Linked DNA regions of Canis lupus: region 1 is linked to region 2. A link is a contact called in public Hi-C data. All regions are on one chromosome and are shown on one strand. The core of a region is the stretch at or near the end of the contact, and the rest is flanking DNA. Distances in the headings are between cores, read along the strand shown.

The links. Hi-C and Micro-C count contacts between places; a contact is called where the count stands out from the background.
Region 1: a contact with region 2 is called in a Hi-C map of skin fibroblasts, with 4 times the contacts expected there. The contact joins the promoter of LOC119869410 here to the enhancer-like site in region 2. A contact is called at or near these places in 5 of 9 Hi-C or Micro-C datasets (amygdala, blood, skin fibroblasts and 1 more).

What each region holds. Positions count from the first base shown.
Region 1 is chr15:30,785,194-30,789,472 of UU_Cfam_GSD_1.0, reverse strand. LOC119869410 reads right to left here and starts at 1,951. Exons shown (of 6, transcript XR_005370467.1): 1 at 1,233-1,951. It overlaps POC1B (POC1 centriolar protein homolog B), which reads left to right and starts at 1,468. Exons shown (of 12, transcript XM_038558627.1): 1 at 1,468-1,675; 2 at 2,636-2,720.
Region 2 is chr15:30,748,216-30,752,235 of UU_Cfam_GSD_1.0, reverse strand. All of the region lies in intron 4 of POC1B (POC1 centriolar protein homolog B), which reads left to right. Among named protein-coding and RNA genes, the nearest start is that of POC1B, 38 kb to the left of the region's middle. Within about 2 kb of position 1,780, at least 2 of the 20 cell types and tissues checked have an H3K27ac peak or open chromatin away from gene starts, as enhancers often do. A contact at or near this core is called in blood, where this site is marked.

The sequences.
Region 1 (4,279 bases), core at 702-3,201, 37 kb before region 2:
ATAAAAAATTAAAAAAAATAAATTAAATCTTAAAAAAAATTAATTCCCCATTCTCCCTTATCCTCACATCTCTAGTGGCCTCCATTCTACTTTGTGTCTCTCTGAATCCAACTATTTGAGGAACCCCATATACATGGGACCATGCAATGTGTGCATCTTTGTATCTGGCTTATTCACTTAGTGTATTGTTTTCAAGTTCCAGTCACATTGTAGTAGCGTTGGAATGTCATTCCTTCCTATGACCAAATAACGGTGGTTGTAGGTACCTGTCACATTTGTAGTATCATCTGTTGGACAGGTGAGTTGTTTCTACTTTTTGACTGTTGTAATGTTGCTATGAACCTTGGTGCACAAGCATCTATTCTAGTCTCTGCTTTCTTTTTATTTTACTTTTTTTAAGATTGTATTTATTTATTCATGAGAGACACACACAGAGAGAGAGGCAGAGACACAGGCAGAGGGAGAAGCAGGCCCCATGCAGGGAGCCCCGAGCGGGACTCGATCCCGGGACCCTGGGATCCTGCCTGGAAGGCAGGCACTCAACTGCTGAACCCCCCAGGGATTCCCCTAGTCTCTGCTTTCAATACTTTCCTGTATAAACCCAGGAGGTGGGATCCCCGGTGGCTCAGCGGTTGAGCGTCCGCCTTCAGCCCAGGGTGTGATCCTGGAGTCCTGGGATCGAGTCCCGCGTCGGGCTCCCCGCATGGAGCCTGCTTCTCGCTCTGCCTGTGTCTCTGCCTCTCTCTCTCTCTCTCTCTCTCTCTGCGTCTCTCATAAATAAATAAAATCTTAAAAACAAAACCCAGGAGTTAACTTTTGGAGGAAGTGCCAAACTGCTGTGCACAAAGCTACCACATTTTACATTCAAACCAGCACCCCAAAACTGTTTTTAAGTATGTGTGTTTGTTTGTTTGTTTTTTGTTTTTAAGCTAAACCTAGCCTGGGAACAAGCACAGCTTAGATTCCCGCGGCAGCGCGTTGATGGGCTGCTGGGAGGGGCCGGCCGGGCTACGGCAGATCCTGGACTAGAGTGACGGTCCCCGCACCCGCTCCCGCACCCGCACCCGCACCCGGCGGAGGCCCGGACGCGCCTGCGGGGCCCTGAGCCCGCGCCGTCGGCGTCCGCGTCCGCGTGGGGTCGGCGTCTCTCGCCCGCGGCCCCGGCTCGTCCCGCACAGGCCGCAACAGGCGCCTCTGGGCCCTCGGAGCGCGCCGGCGGCCAGTCCACAAACCTGGACTTGAACCGAGACCGAGACCCAAAGGCACCTCCCGGCTGCTTGCGGTTGCGACGTGCAGTGTCGACGAGCGCCGGAGCCCGCGGCCGGAGGGCCTGGCCGCAGGCGGGGACACACCTGCCCTCCCGGGCGTGGGCCGCCGCCGCCTCGCTTCCTTTGCTGCCGGTAACGCGTATCTCGGTAGGTTTCGCGCCGTCCCGCCCGCGCTCAGGGAGGCCCGAGACCGGGACGCACCCCGCGGCGCGAGCTCTGGCCCCGGGATCTCGGACCCGCGTCCTCGAGGCCGCCGCCATCGGGTCGACCCGGGGCCCTCGCGGCCGCTCGAGCTTCTCCGCGGGGCTCCCTGCGGCCGCGGCGGTCACGGCGTCGTCCGTCCACCAGCATCTGTGACTCACATCGCGACGCTCCTCGTGGCCCACGTGGCGACGACCTGAATACAGGTGTGTCCTCCGGGGGCTCAGCCCCCGCGCGCGAACCAGCGACCACCAGGCCGCCCGCCCGCCCTCGGTCCCTCCGTCCCTCCGTCCTGGGGCCGGCGCAGACCTCCTGCGACCCGGTGGGCGCTGTCTCTTTAACATGCAATAGAACTCCGAGCGCATCGATCAGGAGCCTCTCAAGCGGCCGCGTTTCCAGCCCCGGCTCGACTTCCCCCCGTGCCGGGCTCGAAGCGCGGGGGTCCCTAAGCCGCGGCGTCCGTGCGCGGCCACACCTGCCCCCTTGGCGTCCCGCCTGCCCCGCGGCGGGGGCCCGCTCCCCCCCCCGCCCCGCGCCGGCACGCTTCGGGGCTCGGCTGGCCACGCCTGGAGCGCGGGGTTTGACTGGGCCGCCGTTGTTGTAGTGACCGGGAGGCGCCGCCGCTCCGGGCGCACGGTTCCGGGCGCCGCACGGTCCCCCCTCCTGCCCCGTCCCCTCCCTTCCCCCCGAGGCCCCCCGCCGGCGGGAGCCCGGCGCCGACCGCTCCTCCCATGGCCGCCGCCCCGGTAAGGAGGGGCTGGGGGCGCCTCGGCGGGGCTGCCTCGCCCGCACCTGGCGGGAGGCGGAGGCCGTGTCCGCGTCTCCCGCCCCCGCGCCCCGGGCCCCGAGCCCCGAGCCCCGGCCTCGTCCCCGGCGCTCCTCCCGCGCCCCCGGGGCCCCGGCCGCCCCCTGCCGCGCCCCGCGGCCCCCAGAACTCTCCGAGGCTTCCCGTGGAGCGTCTGCGTCAGAATCGGCCCGCGGGCTTCCGCCGCGAGCGGGGCCGGGCCGCGCGCTGTGCCTCCCGGGCCCGGGAACGCGCATTCGGGGGTCCCCGGGGGGGAGGGGAGGGGCGGCCCGGGGGGAGCGGGGTCCCGGGGTCCCGGGGTCCCGGGGGGGGCGCCCCTGTCCCGCGGGCTCGCCCGCAAACCCGCCCGCTCCCCTTCCAGGAGGACCCGGTCCTGGAGCGGTATTTTAAGGGCCACAAAGCTGCGATCACCTCCGTGGACTTCAGTCCCAGCGGCAAACAGCTTGGTGAGTTCTGCTCTGGGCCTCTCTGCTGCTGCTGGTGCCGGCGAGCGGGCAGATGCTCCACGAGCCGCTCCACGCTGCGCCGCGGGGCGCCCCGGGACCCGGCGGAGGTGCTGCGCGGCCGGAGGGGCGGGCCCCGCGCTCCGTGGGTCCCGGCCCCCCTCCCCTCCCCTCCGCTCCCCTACCCCGTCCCCTGCCCTCCGCTCCTCTCCGCTCCTCTGTTCTCCTCCCGACCCCCTCCCCTCCGCTCCGCTCCCCTACCCCGTCGTCCCCTCTGCCCCCCTACCCCGTCCCGTCCCGTCCCGTCCCGTCCCGTCCCCTCCCCTCCCCTCGAAACTCCGAGGACTTTCGCGGACTAACCACCAGGAGGAGTGAGTGGGCAGGGGAGGGGTTTGTCCTCGGCCCGGGAGGGGGGAGGGGGGAGGGGGGAGGGTGGGGTGTTGGCTGCAGAGTTTGTGAAAAGTTGTGAGCGGAGCGGGAGGAAGCGGGGAGAGAGAAGCTGTGGCTGCGCCGGACGCCGAGGCCCGAGCGGCGGCAGGTGACCCCGGCAGCCGCCCCGAGGCTCGCCCCTGCCGGAGCCCCGAGCCCGAGCCCGAGCCCGAGCCCCCTCCGCGGGCCGCAGCCCCCCTGCCGGCGGCGCCCGCGCCCGTAGCCATGAGGGTCCGGGTGGCCGCGAGGTGGACCTGGGCGCGCAAAAGCTGCCTGTTGCTGGCGCTTCTCTCCGTGGCCTATATCGTGGTGGAGCTCTCGGCCTCCACCTTCCACGCCTCCCCCGCAGCCGACCTCGCCCGGGAGCGGGGCCCCAGACAGCTCGCAGACCCCCGGCGAGAGGCAGAGGACTTGTCCCGGCCGCTGTACAAGAAGCCGCCGGCAGACTCCCACGCGCTCGGGGAGTGGGGAAAGGCCAGCAAACTGCAGCTCGGCGAGGGTGAACTGAAGCAGCAAGAAGAACTTATTGAGAGATATGCCATTAACATTTATCTCAGTGACAGGATTTCCCTGCACCGCCACATAGAGGATAAGCGAATGTACGAGTGCAGAGCCAAGACGTTTGACTATCGCAGCCTCCCCACCACCTCCGTTATCATCGCCTTCTATAATGAAGCCTGGTCGACCCTGCTCCGCACCATCCACAGTGTCCTGGAGACCTCCCCTGCAGTCCTTTTGAAGGAGATCGTCCTGGTGGATGACTTGAGCGACCGAGCTTATTTGAAGACGCAGCTGGAAACGTACATCAGCGACCTCGACAGAGTCCGCTTGATCAGAACGAGTAAGCGCGAGGGGCTGGTGAGAGCCCGCCTCATCGGGGCCACTTTCGCCACTGGGGACGTCCTCACTTTCCTGGATTGTCACTGCGAGTGCAACTCGGGCTGGTTAGAACCGCTCTTGGAAAGAATTAGTGAAGACGAAACAGCAATCGTTTGTCCCGTTATAGACACCATCGATTGGAATACTTTTGAATTTTATATGCAGACCGGGGAGCCCATGATTGGTGGGTTTGACTGGCGCCTAACCTTCCAATGGCATTCCGTCCCCAAACATGAGAGGGACAGACGGAAATC
Region 2 (4,020 bases), core at 531-3,030:
TCTTCCTTCTAATACATAGGCAGTTTATTTAGATGAGTATAGAGGGTCAGCAGAGCAAGTGTTTTTCCCTTTAATATTTGAATTTTAAAAGTATGGCATGGACTTTAATAATTAAAATTCTGTGTCTGTCTGTGCTTAGTACTTATCATAAGTTTGTCCTTGGAGCCTAGTCTTTCTCTATGTGGCATAGAGATGGTGTCTATTCACTTAAGAAGTGATGACTAGCTAACTATGTTCTTTGGGGTAACCGTTGTTTATGATCGTACATTTTAATCCACAGAAATATTTTCAAGATATGCTCTCTATTGGGAAATATATTAATGCTTTTAAACATAGATTAGTAGTCTTTTTAGAAAATGAATTTGCAAAATATATCAGGTGTCTTTGTTGCAGTGACTTCACAATTAGAAATATATTCTAAGTACATACTCTTTTGTGTGCAGAAGAAAAAGCTTTGTATTCAAAGATACTGCTTTCAGTATAGTTTATAATGGTGATAAATTGGAAAGAACCAATTTTCCAAATAAAGAAAGCTAGTTAAGTAAATTTAGACGATCATGTAGCATTAAAAGAGGTCTATAGGCAAGTAATGACATGAAAATGTTTATGTGAGGGAGGGAGGGCAAATTTCAGAACTCATGATTACAGTATAATAGATAAAGTAGCTATCATACATGCAATGTTAAGTGTGATTTTGAGTGATGAGACTATGGACTTTTTTTTGCTTACTGTATTTCCCATTTTTTAACATCTGGTTTTTCTTTAATGAGTAATGAAGAAAACATTTATCATTTGAAATATATGTGTAGGTGAGAAAATACTATCTTTTTCCAGTGGCAAAGAATTTTTTTTAATAGGTAAAATTATTATAGCCCTGTGTTCTTAAAAATAATGTATACTCTAGGATAACATGCTTTTTTGTGGTATCCTCCATCAAAAATAAGTACAGCCTATTGAGACAACTTTTCCAACATTATTGCTTTTCCAGTATTAATTTTTAGGGGAAAAAAATCTGCCTTTAATTTTCAGTTGGTGGTGGTGGTTACAAGTGATCTTTGACCATCTGAATTGCAGAGGTTTTTCTTTATAGTGGTAGATAGAGCTTACCATTTTAACCTTTTAAAGTATACAGTTAAGTGTCATTCGATATATTCACACTGCATAACAAATTACAAAAAATTTTTTTAACAGTTTATTTTTTTTTATTTGACAGAGAGCGAGCACCAGTAGGCAAAGCAGCAGGCAGAGAGAGAGGAAGAAGCAGGCTCTCCCCTGAGCAAGGAGCCTGATGTGTGGCTCCATCCCTGAACCACCCAGGCACCCCCAAATTGCAAAGACATCAGCTTTCATTGGCTATAATATTAAACTGGGCCCAATTCTCTCTCTCTCTCTCTTTTTTTTTTTTTTTTTTTTTTTTTTAAGATTTTATTTATTTATTTGAGAAACAGAGAGGCAGAGACACAGGCAGAGGGAGAAGCAGGCTCCATGCAGGGAGCCCGACGTGGGACTCGATCCCGGGTCTCCAGGATCACGCCCTGGGCTAAGGCAGCGCTAAACTGCTGAGCCACCCGGGCTGCCCCCAATTCTCTTTAAATTTTTTTTTTTTTTACTACCTTAAATATTTACTAAAGGCCTACTCAGTGCCATATACTGTGTCTGGGGGTGCAACAGTAAATGAGACAGATGTGGTTTCTGTCTTCTTGGAGCTTACGTCTTTTGGAGAAGTGAACAGAATGCTTGGTGTGACCTAAGTGTGAAGATGAGCTGCTCTAAGAATACACACTGAGGAACTAACCTGGGGGTGGGGGTGGCCCGGAAGACTTCCTGTGGAAGTGACACTGAGCAGAGACTTGCTGAATGAGTAAAATCCTTTTAAGTATTTTAAACTAGGTAAAGAGTAGGGGGCAGCATTTGAGGCACAGGGAATAGCACGGAGGAAACTTCCTGAGGCAGGAGCAAGGACCTGAGAGGAAAGGCGTGTGTCCCAGGAAGAGTAAGTAGGGTGATGCAGAGACAGGAGGGCTGACTCTGGAGGACCTGGCAAGTAGTGGTAAGGATGCCAGGCTTTTTCCCAGGGGAAATGCAAAATCATCAAAATGTTTTAATCAGAGAAATTTGATTTAATGTTTATTTTTTTATTTTATTTTTTTAATTTAATGTTTAAAGATCACTTTTATTGCCTGTAGAGGAGGGAAGACATTAGTTCCCTTAATGGTTTGAAGAGACAGAGCCTGATAATTGATTGGAGAGTGTGTGTGTGTGGGGTGGGGGGTTAAGGGGGGAAAGAGGCACGAAGTGTGACTCCTAGGTTTCTGGCCTGTTAGAAAGTACTGAGAAAAGGAACACTGGAGAAGGAGCAGTTTGAGGAAAAAAGACGATGAGTTCAGAATTGGACAAGTTTAGAGTTGGAGGTGCCTGCAGGATATCCAAGAGGAGATGCCCAGTAGGCAGTCGTACTTGTGGGTGGAGATCCCAGGAGAGAAGTCTGGGCATATAAATGGTAAATGACCCAAAAAATAATTAGTATGTTTCATGGCATAGTTAAATCTTTTTATATCTCTTTCATCTGCTTTTTGTCTCTCAGCGGCTGTAGGAATGAATCCTGTTACTGCCATTAACAGATGGATTCCCTTCTGATGCTGACCAGCACTTAAAAAAAAAAACATAAATGTTGTGTTTATTGCCTTGAACTTCACCTTCAGTATACAAACACAAAATCCCACCAAAGTAAACTCTGAGACTGCCAGTGTATTTTTTTTTTTTTTTAAATGAGTCTGTGAAAGTTTAGGTCTGAATGCAATCCAAACTCCCTCATTATACAAATAGAAAACGGTGGCCGGTGTGGTTTTGAATTTTATAAGGTTACATAGCTGGGCAGTTGCAGAATTGGCCCTAGAATTCAGGACCGTGTACTGACAGGGCAGTGTTATTTCCACTTATTTTTACTGCTTCCCCGTCCTATTGAATAGCTGCTGGCTTCAGAGTACCGGTTACTAATGATTTGTTTCTTAATGGAACAGACACCTACTCTGTTTGGTGTCAGACCCTCGAGGCCTGGAATTGTCTTTTTATAGAATATTCATTCCCATGATAATAAATTTCCAAAGGAAAATTTTGAATTCTTATGAAAGCATTTTGAAACTTCTCATGGTTCATGGACCCCTTTGGCTCTCTAATGAGGGAATAACCCTATGGCTGTGCATATAATAATACAATCTTACATGCAGTTTCAGAAACTCCATAGATTACAAGTTAAAGAAATCCTGTTATACAATTGGGCTATTCTCAGGGACTTGTGAACCGTTTGTTCTAGAAAGAAGTTCACTAATTTCCTGATTCTCTCAAATGAGTATCAGTATGTTTAAGAGATTGAATAGTAGCTGAGTTAATTTCCTGGATACAGTTCATGTGTGCAGACAGTTCATGTGTGCTAATCCATTAGTCACTATTGACTAATACGATGTCCTTCTCAGTGACACACTCTGTAGAAGTTTTATTTTTTAATTTTTTAAAAAAGATTTTATTTATTTGAGAGAGAGAGAGAGAGAGAGAGGGCACAAGCTGGGGGAGGGGCACAAGCTGGGGGAGGGGCAAAGGGAGAGGTAGAAGCAGACTCCCCATTCAACAGGGAGCCCGATGCAGGGCTTGATCCCAGGACACTGAGATCACAACCCAAACCAAAGGCAGATGCTTAACTGACTGAGCCACCCAGGTGCCCCTCTCTAGAGGTTTTATTTTATTTATTTATTTTTTATTTTTTTTTTCTCTAAAGGTTTTAAAAGGTAGTTACGTGGTGCTGAATTAGGTAGAAATCTGTTGATGTCTCAGCAGAAATGTTATATCCTCTTAACATTCTTAAAAGTAATAACCCAGTTAGACGTGTAAGCCCTGACAAAGGAAAGGACGATTCTTTCCTGACCAAAGTCAGGACCAAGAGAAGCCTGTTTTATTGGTGCTCACCTATTTCCAGGGGAGGGAAACAGCCTTAAGCCTGAGCACGCCTTTGGTTGTGTTGAGCTG